2 separate regions of the Mus musculus genome follow, and region 1 is linked to region 2. A link is a contact called in public Hi-C data. All regions are on one chromosome and are shown on one strand. Each heading gives the region's core, a stretch centred on a gene start, on an enhancer-like site or on the middle of the called end of the contact. The rest is flanking DNA. Distances are from core to core; before and after follow the strand shown.

Region 1 (6,488 bases), core at 214-2,713, 300 kb after region 2:
GTGTGAGTGAGATAGGGAGATGGATGAGTGTTCCAAGATAGCCTGGGCTACAGTGTGAGACAATGAGACCCCGTTTGGAAGAAAGAGATGTTTGAAGGGAGGGAAGAAAGAAGGGATGAAGAGAGAATTGAATGGATATTATTACACCAAAATCTCCAAGATGCTCAGTCCAGTGAGCACAGGGATACACCTGCCTTATTTACTGTGGGCATTTCTGTTGGCCAGTCCATTAGAGTTTGTAGAGCTCCCAGTTTGATTAAACTGGGACAATTCCCAAACTATGGATAGCTTGGTTCTCAGAACTGCAGTAACTTCCCTTCTAGATCCTTGCCCTCCTCACCCTAGAAGGGAAGTATTTCAGTGTTCACTGAAGTCATGAAAAGGCTTCTTGAAGCCACACATGAGGATGTGTGCCTCTAACCTCAGCACTCAGAGGGAGACTGGGGCACTACCACAAGTTCAAAGCCAGCCTGTGCTACACAGCAAAATTGTGTTGCAAAACAAAACAAAACAAAAACCAGTTTCATGAAGGAGAGAGTATGGCATAGAAGACTCTAACTGAGCAGAAAGCCTACTAGGAAGAAAAGTGGCTTGAGTAACCCAGGCAACAAAGCCAGCCAACTGAAAGGAGAAAATGTGGATTATAGCTTAGTCCAGATGCATCCACTACGCACAAGCACAGAGACCAAGGCAGACTTCACACCAGGGAGACATTGTTGGATCATATGTGGAAAAGTGTGGAGACTGAGAACAGCTTCAGACCAAGAAGACATTGTTCACTTATAGTGCACAGGATGCCTGGCCTTCTCGTCAGCTTTTCTCTCTGGTGAGTACTTAGACAGAAATCACCCCGTGCTAGCTACCTGCTAGAACTTTCCACCTACTCTGTGCCAGACTGAAAGAATTCTAACTAAAGCCAAACTAGGAGAATAAAAAAAAAAAAAGACATATTTTACCTCCCCCACATCTATTTCCTGTCTCAGAGACTGTAAGCGTGTGCCTACTAAAATACTAAATCAAAAGCTGCAAGGCAGCCAGAAACTCTCCGCCAGAAGACTTGGGACAAAAAGGGAGGCTTGCGAACTAGGGTTCATGACATCTTCACGAGCATACATTCCCCATGTAAGTTCTACAGGAAGTCTGCCCTTTGCTTCACTGTGATGATACCATTAACCTGACAGGACTAGTAACTCCCATCATGCATTTCATGCCACCACACATCCAAAGCCTTACGTGAGGAAGAAAGGGGCCCTATTCCAGAAAACTACTCCATTCCTGTAATCCTTTACCTCTTCAAACTTATAAGCAATCCATTCAAGAGAGCTATGCAAAACTCTAGAAGCCTATATTGCCCCCCAAACGGGTTGCTTTCTGTAAGAAAACTTGCTTCCACTTCCTGACTGTTCCCTCCAAATCCTTCCTCCAACAGTAACAAGAACAGAGCAGCAAGAGCTCATGGTGGACTCTGCCTCCGGGGAACTCCCCTGACTTCCGCTCCAGCAGCAAGACCTTCGTTCACGGAGGATTCTCCTTGTACTCACAAGACAAAACTAAGGACGCTGGAACGCGAAGCAGAAGCTAAACCAGTAGCCAAGTGTCTCGTGCCCCAGTTTCTTGGCGTCAGAGCATACTGCTGATACGAGAAACCGGGTTTCTTTCAGAATGAAGGAGACTTTCACAGGGAGGTAGGGTTCTGGGAACTACATGGCCATCAAAGCCACGGCCAGCCTATTGTTTTTGAGGTCTTGTCCTGTGAATTTGAAGGAGGAAATTCATGGGCCACATCAGATGAATTTTAGAGAGAAGTTTATTATAGATGCATAGATGGGAGAATTTTAAAACAATTTCCTTTTTGTTTATTTATTTTTATTTTATGAGAATTGCTGTTTTGCCTGCATGGAAGTCTGTTCGAGAGCGTCGGATCCCCTGGAACTGGAGTTAGACAGTGTGAGCTGTCATGTGGATGCTGGGAGTTGAATCCTCTTCCTCTAGAAGAGGAGCCAGTACCCGTGACCACAGAACCACCTCTCCAGCCCAGGTGGAAACTTAAACGTGGGAAGTGGGGGTGGGGGACTGTGGTGGTTCCTGAATACTAGGAGGAGTCTTGGGGAATAGAGTACAGCCCTGAGCTTTGACACCTCCGAGTTATTTGGGCTTTACTGGATAGAGGAACCCAGGGATGAAATGCTCAGTCCCGTTCACACTTCAGAAAATTAGGGACCTTGCAGTTTCAATCTTTAATATGGTCTCTAGGAAATGGATATTCCTTCAAGGGAAAAGAGATAAGAAAAGGCCAGGTACACACACACACCCTGCCCCCTGCCCTCCCTGCCCCCTGTCCCCTGAGTCCTACCCTTCTGGTATTTCCAGTTTCTGACGGGGCAGAATCAGAGATAGTTTGGGTTAAACATGTCTGGCATCTCTAGCCTCTGGCAAGGAGGAGGCTCTTTCTAGTCTTCTTGGTGACCACTGTTCACTCTCTACCAAACCTAAGTATAAAAAGACACAGTGTTCTTTCTTGGTGTCATATGTATCCCTGTGTCATGTAAGACTTATGCTAAATTTTAATACTTTTGTTAGTCTGTCTTTTGTTATACGGGTCTCAGCTATGAACCTTGCAATGGGTTAGGGACAGATATTAGTTTGGTTTCTGGCCTCCAATTGCTTTTCTTCCCCTACAAGGGTGAGTCAGAAGGAGAAGTAATCGAGGTAGCTGTCCAATACATGGACAGCAATATATGATAGCAATGCAATATATGATGAAGGCTCTGTCATCCCTGGTACTTATAGTTCAGTTGGGAATTACAGATGTTGCTTCAAAGTATTTAGAATAGAAGATAGGAAGGCTTCATGCTTAGATAGTACAAGAGGAACCTTTGGTGAACTGATTTAAAACATGGGTAGGAAGCTGAGCCCACAGCTCTGTGCCTAGCTGTGGATACAAAGCGAAGCACATAGTGAGTACAGCCAAAAGCCATTAATACTCTGGTCTGATAGAAATCACCAAAAAAATTAATAAATCTTCTTTTGTTTGAAGTTCAGAAAAGAGAGGAGGGAGAAAAATTAAGGTCTGCAAAATCACAGTCAGGCAAAGAAATGGAAGATTGGAAAAAAAAAATGCCCAAAAAGTTCACAAGAAAAACTTTAACTAAAAGTGGTTCTATGTAGGATCTGGGGATGGGAAGAGATTAGGGAAACATTTTTTAACGTTAATATAGTGAAAGGGCAAGAATGCACAGAATCAATTGGTGAGAGTAATAAATACCGTGAGGGGAAAACAGGTTGAAAAGAAGGCAGGGGTTTTCCTTAGAAGATCTAATATTCTCTGCTTGCAGTAAATACATAAATTTTTTTAAATAGAAGCAAAAGAAGAGGAGGGCTTGGCTGCAAGCTTACAGGGTGATTTATAGACCATGGGATAGAAAAGAGCCAGTTCTCAGAACAGACCAGAGAGTAGCTGTAGGGAATGAAGGCCGTGCTTCCTCTGAGGTCTGTCTCACTTCCCCACCAATAATGGGTGTGATTAATATCCTTCATTTCTGTCACAGTGATGGGAAAAGCAGTAGTACCTCATTCTAATGTGAGTTTTTTGATTATTAATGAAGTCAAATATGTTTTTATGTTTATCAATATTTCCATTCAGCCTGCTCTGAAGAATGAGATGAAAGACTGTGGGGGAGGGGGTGGAAAACAAATAAAGGCTGTTGACTTATTCCATTTCTGCAAGAAAAGAAAAAAGAAAAAGGAAAAATGAAGAGTGGTTTATATTGAACACATATTTCAAATAAATTCTGAAGTTCATCAGGTTTCTATTAAGGAAGAGCAATGTGTACACAGACCAAGACTATTTCTGATGATGAAACTCCAACCAAGCAAATAAGTGCTTCATAGCTGATGTGATAAAGATCTATCATTTGGCCCCAAACCAAACCGAGGAAACGGGTAGGGAAGGAACCCCAAAAGAAATGTCCTGAGCATGGCCATCTTTCCTTGACTCTTTCTGCTGGGTTCTTATGGAATTCTATTTCCTGCAGGAAAAGAATGTGTCTATGTTTATTTAACTCTAATCAGAAAGTACCTCCCTCATGTTTGAGACAGAGTCTCACCATGTTCCTCAGACTGGCTTCAGTTTCTTTTTTTTTTTTTAATTTTTATTGGGTATTTATTTCATTTACATTTCCAATGCTATCCCAAAAGTCCCCCATACCCTCCCACAGCCACTCCCCCACCCACCCACTCCCACTTCTCGGCCCTGGCGTTCCCCTGTACTGAGGGGAAAAAAAGTCTGCACGACCAATGGACCTCTCTTTCCACTGATGGCCAACCAGGCCATCTTCTGATACATATGCAGCTAGAGACACGAGCTGGGGGTTGGGGGGGTACTGGTTAGTTCATATTGTTGTTCCACCTATAGGGTTGCAGATCCCCCCAGCTCCCTGGGTACTTCCTCCAGCTCCTCTAGCTTCAGTTTCTAAACTCAAAGGAGACTTCTGCAACCTAAATGGTTGATTTATCACATTTATCTCCTAAATGGTTGTGACTACAAGTTTGTGCCACCATGCCTGCCCTCCCAAATTTTAATCCAGCAAAATTGAAAAAAGGAAAAAGAAACACCTGGCAAATGTTATCCAAATTTTTCAGGGAGATGAAGGGGAGGGAGGTCTGCTTTTCCACTGAGAGATTGGTCAGTATAAAAGAGACAAGTGCCTTTTCAAGGTTAGCACCTCAGTGAGCACAAGAAAGAATAAATCAAGCCAGGCATGATGGCTCACACCTTTAATCCCAATACTCAGGAGACAGGGCCAGGGGGACCTCTGCTCCAGGCCATCCTGGTCTACAAGTGAGTTCCAGGACAGCCAGGGCTAAAAGTGAGACCCTGTCTCAAAAACAAACAAATACACAAAGAGTAAATCAAGTTCTGCTGACTGAATCTTCAAGGGGGGGGGGTCCTCAAATTTGGCTGTATGTTTCTGGGGATGGAACCCAGGGCTTTAGGCATAAACAAACCATAGCCTAATCTCAACAGAGCTCTGCTAGGGCTCCCAGCACCTAGAAGGAAGAGTATAATTCCTACTGGGCCAAAAGACCTATCTTGAGTAGTCAAGTACCATTAATATTTCCAAATACCTGACAATATCTAATTGTCTCTTTAATTATAATCAGAGAGAAATAATCTCTAAGTCACGGGCTTGAGCATTCTACCTCCTGCTGAAGAGTCTAGTTTACAAACACTTCATCTGACTTCTCTATGTCCTAAAGCCTTCCCTTTTCCCCAGCTTCAGTTTCTAAACCCTCCCGTAGAGAAATACAGACAATGTAAGTGTCACTTTGATGACTAATCTTAGCTGTCAACTTGGCACACCTGGAAAGAAGGAATCTCAATTAAGGGACTACCTCTCTCAGATGGGTCTACAGACATGTCTGTGGGGCATTTTCTTGATTGTTGATTGATAAAGAAGAGCCTAGCCCACTGTGAATGGTGCCATCCCTGGACAGGAGGTCCTGGGTTATATAAGGAATCTAGCTAAGCAGGAGTTAAGCCAGTAAGCAATGTTCCCGAGATCTCTGCTTCAGTTCCTACATTCAGCTGCCTGCCTGCCTGCCTGCCTCCTTGCCTGCCTGCCTGCCTCCCTGCCTCCCTGCCTCCCTGCCTCCCTGCCTGCCTGCCTGCCTCCCTGCCTGCCTGCCTGCCTCCCTGCCTGCCTGCCTGCCTGCCTGCCTCCCTGCCTCCCTGCCTCCCTGCCTCCCTGCCTCCCTGCCTCCCTGCCTCCCTGCCTCCCTGCCTCCCTGCCTCCCTGCCTCCCTGCCTGCCTGCCTGCCTGCCTGCCTGCCTGCCTGCCTTCTATCCTGCCTCCCTCCCTCCCTGCCTGCCTCCCTGCCTGCCTGCCTCCCTGCCTGCCTGCCTGCCTGCCTGCCTGCCTGCCTGCCTGCCTTGGCTTCCCTAGAATACCAGCTATTCCCAGTAAGATGCAGTAAACTCTTTGCTCCCCAGTTTGCTTTTGATCAGTTTTTTTTTTTTTTTTTTTTTTTTTTTATCACAGCAACAGAGAGGCAAACCAGGAAAGTCACAAAAGACTTCTGCCACCAAGCCCTCACAGGCCACTTAATAGGACCCTTAGAGATATGGAGATATGTAGTAAGTCTCATCAACAGTAAAAAGGATTTAGAAGAAACAATAATTTCCTGACCACAGAAAAGAGAAGCAGCATTATCCTATTTTTTTTTTTTTCTTATGCCATCCATACAGCAGTAACAGAAACCAAATGGAATCCCCATGTGTGCTTCCTGCCCCGAGCCTGGGAGGCACCGAGCCTGGGAGGCTGTGCCAGGACCACATCACCACTCCGTTTCTGATTTAGAAACCCTGGATGTATAAGCTTAAGAGATTGAGAATCCATCAATGTGTAATGAACTCTCTCCTACTTATTCTCAGACCAGGGACGCTTCTGTCATCTGTGTCACATTTAAAGGGGAAATGACTGTTAAAG
Region 2 (6,158 bases), core at 1,457-3,956:
TTAAGACTGTGCCCCTGGTCCAGTGGGGACTATCTCTGTAGCAGTCCCCCTCATTTCCCTTGTACAACCCCCAGGGAAGCTGCCAGAAACCACAGGATTTTTCAAACTACAGTATCACCTTTCTCCATCACCAACCTGCCAACACTCTGATACCCTCATAAAACATTTGAAAATCACACATTTGATAAGAGATTAATATCCAGAATGCAAAGAGCTCCCACAGTTCAATAACAGAATAGCAAACATGCCAGTTTATAAGTGGGTAAAGACTTTGAACAAACATTTTTCCAAAGAGGATAAGCAACTGACCAATAAACTAAAAAAAAAGGGGGGTCCAAATCACTGATCATCAGAAAGATGCAAATCAAGATGCACCGTACTACTTCATGGCCGGTATTTTTTTAATGGTGTTAGTGGAAATGTGGGGACATTGGTATGTGTGGGTGTTCTATATAACCCAGAACTCCATGTCTGGATCTGTCCTGCCAAAAAGCAAAGTAGAAAATCAGATGTACACTCACAGTCACACTCCATTCATCAACAGCAGCCACAATGTCAGAGCAGGCGAGCTGACTACAGCAGAACAAATGGAGAAGCAAAATGTGGTGTGTACGCAAGGCTGAGTGGCACCTTTAGAAAGAGAGGAAGTTCAACACTCAAAAACACGTCAGCATGTTGAGAACGTTATACACAGTGAAATAAGCCAATCGCAATGGGAGAAGTACCATTTTATTTATGCATGTGAAGCACCTAGAGAGGTCAAATTCATAGACACTGTGGTGGTCATGGTCAGGGGAATAAGGAGTCAGTGTGCAATAAATAAATGCTGATTATCTAAACATTTGTGTAACATTTGTGGTTAAGAAGTGGATGGTCAGCATTCTGGCACTCCGCGGTGGTGGTGAGCGCACAGCCATTGGGTTTAGTTAGTAGCACATAGAACCCATTCTAAGTGAGCAAAGTAGTCGTATACTATCTCTATTTTTCATAATAAACATGATAGGTATAAAAAGTAGCCAACACAGATTTTAAAATTATCTACATTATAATATCTGATATTAAGGCCAGTGGTTGACATTTATATTGCCCCTGAACAATACTGGAGGGGGTAAATACCACTTTTCTTTATAAAATAAAAGGCAAGGGGGGCAGGGGAAAGGGCTCTGCTCTCACTCATCCCCAAAACTTCTCCAAAGCACAGTAAGTTTTAAGTTACTTTTGGCACCAAGAAGTAAAACTATGTGAATGTATGTATGCATGCATGCATGCATGCGTGTATATACATATACTTAAAACCATATTAGTCTTTTGTGGTTTGTCTATTTAATTTAGCCTTCTATCACTTTTACAATTTTAATTCTGTGTCGTTTTGATTTCATACTTTCTCTCACTCTATGCCTCATTCAGAAATCCTCTAACACTGGTCCCTCTACCATGTACCTGTGTGGCGGAGAAAGTCTCCTCCCTCTACATTAAGATTGTTAGATCTAAAATTGAGAGGGAAAACAGACTCAACAGATGTCTCAACGGTCCTGGCTATGGGCTCTCAGCATCATTAATGAGCTCAAGTAAAAGCTTCAGCCATTTGAAAAGCTGGACCGATAGGCCAAGCCCAACAATGATGCAGAGTGAAGGCAGCAGTAAGCACTATCCCTCAGTGCTATTCCGAAAACGAGCTTTGGGGGGCAGCGAGGCAGTAGGTACATAAAGAGAATACATTCTACTGGAAGGAAAGCACAACAGTCAAAACTCTACATTTATTCACTCTTTGTGCCCAGATTCAGTCCGCAAATAAACCCGGTGGCAAAAGCACAAAAATACAAGGATGGAATGGGATCTGGCATATCCTAAAATGTTTTATTACTTCCTGTTACTTATAGTATGGTTAATAGCAACCAACCACTATTGCTTTAATATTATTATAGGAGTTGTAATGAACAGTTTTGTAAGAGAAACAAATAATGGAAATAGGAGAAGTTAGAGTAAACGAGTGGTTTTCTTCCCTAGAGTCCTTCATACTCTCAATATGAGTCAGCAGTGTCTACAGAACTTATCATCCTGAACTCTTACCCAGGCTAATACACCTGGAAAACCTTCTCAGTTTCCAATGCACACAACTTCCTTCCTTCTGTTTCTATGAATGACCTGTACACACATGTCAAAGTCCTCCATTCCCATGACATAATCACTTGGGTAGGACTTCAAAGGTTTTGGATGCTGAAATTATCATGCACCTACACCTTGCATCCAGAAGTTTCATGTTCCAGATCATTCTCTATACATGCATCCAAGGCAAATACACTTGCTCTTGTTTTTAGAGGGAAAGAGATAAGGAGATGGGTCCTTGGACAAAGCTGAAGGCTGAGGCTAGTTCAGCTTGCTTCTGCCTCGGGCCACGTGGTGGCACTGTTGATTCCAGTTTGCTTCCTGCTGCCAATATGTCAATAGGCAACCTTAACAAGCATATGTGGCTCTTGCCCCATAAGAAACTTCATTAAGCCCTGGAAGCCTTAGAGAGATAACAAACACCTGTATCTCCATGACCTCCAGATCTGAATGGAAACCACCTGGGAAGACCCTCCTCTCCCCATGCCTCCTCCTTTCAGAACACCTCCTTGTTTTCTCTCAGTGCCCCTCAGCTTGCTTCCATGGAACCATGGACTCTAGTCAGAGCCTCCAATGATGTGTGGCACTCTGGTAAAGTACCTTGGGTGCTGCTCTGGCAGTGGTAACAATGGGGAAGGGACTGGGGAAGGAAATGGGATTTTTAGAAGTACCTATATGTTGATAATGTTTTTAATACAACAGAAAATTCAATGCACAGATTTTATTTGATAAATCTTCCAACATATCTGTGGGGAAAGTCCTATTTTGAAGCTAAGGAAAAGAAACTAAGGGTCTTGGGGGTTAAGTACTTCCTTAAAAGCAGGCCCCAGAATTTCTGGACCCAGGACTCTTATCCAAGTCCCCAACAGCACACCACCTTGTCACAGCCAATATTTAACAGGCTCCCAATGAAAATGCATCCAGAGGCCCAACACTGCTGAACAGCAATAGAAAAGAACAGGGCAGCCCGCCTGTCATGAGGGTGTGTGGCTCTTATGTTCACCTAACCCACTCTACATCTGCCCCATAAAACCCACCTACTGGTTTCATATTACATCATGTGTTCACTTTGATTCTCCTCCTTCAAAATGGTCAACATCATCTCTTTTAAAGGATTTCAGCTATATAAGAATTCAGAGGAAGCAAACCACACTGATGCACATCACTGTTTGGTCCCTTGTGCCTCCTGAGATAGCTCTACTTTCATTCAATATTGATTACTGCTTCTCTCTATAAAAAGGGAATATTACAGAGGACTTGAGCAATGACCATGAGTATATCAACAATTTTTCATTCTTGCAAGGAATGGCATGTACTGAGATTCCTCAGTACGAAAATCAGTGTTCTGTGATGTCTGAACAAACTCCAAACATTAATTATCACCAGTGAAATAAAAGACACAGGGAGGATATTGAAGACAGCTGTGAACTTACTATAAGCGTTTAGTTTATGGTGTCTTTTTTAAAAAATGGTTGATTGAAATGAATACCAAAGTTTTAAAGAAACACAGCACAGCTCACATATATACATGAGTTCTATTTATATTGACACATATATGCCTTACATATAAAACAAAAGAATGTCATCATTTCCTTACACAGACACTTTGGGTTAGTGTGTGTGTGTGTGTGTGTGTGTGTGTGTGTGTGAATACAGGTACTGAGGAGGCCAGAAGTGTAGGTTCTAGTGGGTTGTTGGCCTGATGCTGCTTATATTCTAATGCTAATACTGGTTCCTCAAGACTGGTTGCTCCAAAGAGAGTCAACACAGAGACACAATGCGACCTTGCCGCCAAATTATTTCTGATTGGTAAGTGAAGATGCAGACAGCCAATAGCTGGACAGAAGAGACATGGGTGGGGTAGAAACACCAGGTCAGGAATAAATATTTCTACAACAGATGGATCCCCTGGAGCTAAAGTTACAAATGGTCCTGGGGATAAATCTCAGGTCCTCTGGCAGAGCAGTAAGTACTCTTAACCACTGAACCATCTCTCCATCCCATATTATTTACATATTCTATGGTCTTGAGATTGCCAAAAACTCCACAAATTCCTCTTTTGACATTGCATTCAATGCCTGAGACATACATTTTTTTACTTTCCTATCTGTTGATAAATATTCATATCTGGGGGGTTGGATTTCAGTTAGGGGAACTGCTGCGTCAGTTGGGAGTAAAGCTACCACATGGGCTGGAGGAAACTGCTTGCTTCAAAGACAAGATTCATTCACTGAATTAGTCAAGTAACAGTGGTGCAGGACAATCTGGAGTTGGTCTCTCTCCCTAGGGTCCTGCAAGCAGATAGACAAGAGAAGACAAGCAGGTAAATGAATAAAGGCTTACAAAGAAAATGCTCCCAAGAAGATCTGGGCAACTCTGGCATCTCGGCAGCTGGGAGAAGCCATGATGAGCTTCTGGACTACCTTAAAGCAGAGAGTTTAAAAGCAGGCCCAGGAGGAGGTGGTGTCAAACCCATTTGAGCAACAGCAACTTCAGTATCTACAATGACCTAGACTGATCATGCAGACATTCAGATTATCATATGTGTTACTATTAATTAACATTTAACACATAAACACATATTTTTCCTAGGTCTATTCACCAAGAGAAACAATGATACCCTGATAGCAAGAAGACACCCGAATGCTGACTGTCAGTGAGATTGTTTCCCTGTCAGAGATACTTGGATAAATGGTTGATTCCATGGATACAGGCAAGAAAAGTATTCAATGAACAGGGACATCATTTCTGCCAGAAAGCTATGCCCAAAGAATTGGGGGAATGGGACAAAGGTCACAGAAAATTACAATGCCTGGTATGGGACAGTTTAAGGATCAAAATAATGGTGAATTAGCATCCCTTGAATAGAATGAAAAACCCTAAGACATGCTGGAAAAATAAATGGACAGTAAAGATAGATACATGGTTTCATAGATTCAATTGTTTCTCAACAATTCTTAGTAATTTGTAAGGCATGATCTTGACTAATGATGAACCTTAATAAATCAGTATTGCTGTCAATCAAAACCTGTGTCACTGGATGGATGTGTCTTAGTTAGGCTTACTATTGCTGCAATGAAAGACCACGACCAAAAGGCAAGTTGGGGAGGAAAGGATTTATTCAGCTTACACTTCCATACTGCTGTTCATCACCAAAGGAAGTCAGAATAGGAACTCAAACAAGGCAGGGATCTGGAGGCAGGAGCTGGTGCAGAGGCCATAGAAGGATGTTGCTTCTTGGCTTGCTTCCCCTGGCTTGCTCAACCTGCTTTCATATAGAACTTAGAACCACCAGTCCAGGGATGGAATCACCCACAATGGCTGGGCCCTCCCCCTTCAATCACTAATTAAGAAAATGCCATACAGCTGGAGCTTATGGAAACATTTTTTCAATTGAGGTTTCCACCTTCCAGATGACTCTAGCTTGTGCCAAGTTGACATAGTCTAGCCAGCACAAGATGTGTTCAAAGAACACAGCAAGAGTTCCACAAATCTCCTGCTGCTGATACTTGGAGATAATCATGAAAATGCACTCATAACCCAAACCGAGGGATGTGACAGCCCTTTCAACAAGACATGAGAGTCACTAGACACCGAAGGAATTTGTGCAGGTCAGCAGAAGCCAAAAAAGGGCAGCAACCAAGCACAACACATCATACTAGACAGGAACCTCCTACCAAAAAAGGAGGAAAGGGAATATTGACACAGCTGAAAAGCTAATAACAGAATCTTAGGGCCAAACAATATTGATACTAGTTTCCTGGGCTTGATGGCATTGTGGAAATCCTTGTGTGTAAGGAATCCATACTAAAATGTTTGGTGGTAATATGTAACTTGGGCAGGCTACTCTTAAAAAATTCAAGGAAAGGAACAACATTCTTTATAGTGCATTTGAAAATAAGGTAACTTTGAAATTTGCCACCAGACCCCCAGTCTTTCTGTTTGTGTCTATATGTGAATACATGTATGTTTCTCTGTAAATATATATGTACATATATATAATATGTGTATATTTTATATATATAAAATATGTGTGTGAATACATATATTTA

What was found. A called contact is a pair of places that touch in the nucleus more often than the background predicts.
Region 1: a Hi-C map of Th2 cells shows a contact between it and region 2, with 2.8 times the contacts expected there. The contact joins two enhancer-like sites.

The regions. Positions count from the first base shown.
Region 1 is chr2:17,944,743-17,951,230 of GRCm38.p6, forward strand. No RefSeq gene overlaps it. Among named protein-coding and RNA genes, the nearest start is that of H2al2a, 49 kb to the right of the region's middle. Within about 2 kb of position 1,464, at least 12 of the 459 cell types and tissues checked have an H3K27ac peak or open chromatin away from gene starts, as enhancers often do. A contact at or near this core is called in Th2 cells, where this site is marked.
Region 2 is chr2:17,642,410-17,648,567 of GRCm38.p6, forward strand. It overlaps a transcript of Nebl not described here. Among named protein-coding and RNA genes, the nearest start is that of Mir6419, 82 kb to the left of the region's middle. Within about 2 kb of position 2,707, at least 7 of the 459 cell types and tissues checked have an H3K27ac peak or open chromatin away from gene starts, as enhancers often do. A contact at or near this core is called in Th2 cells, where this site is marked.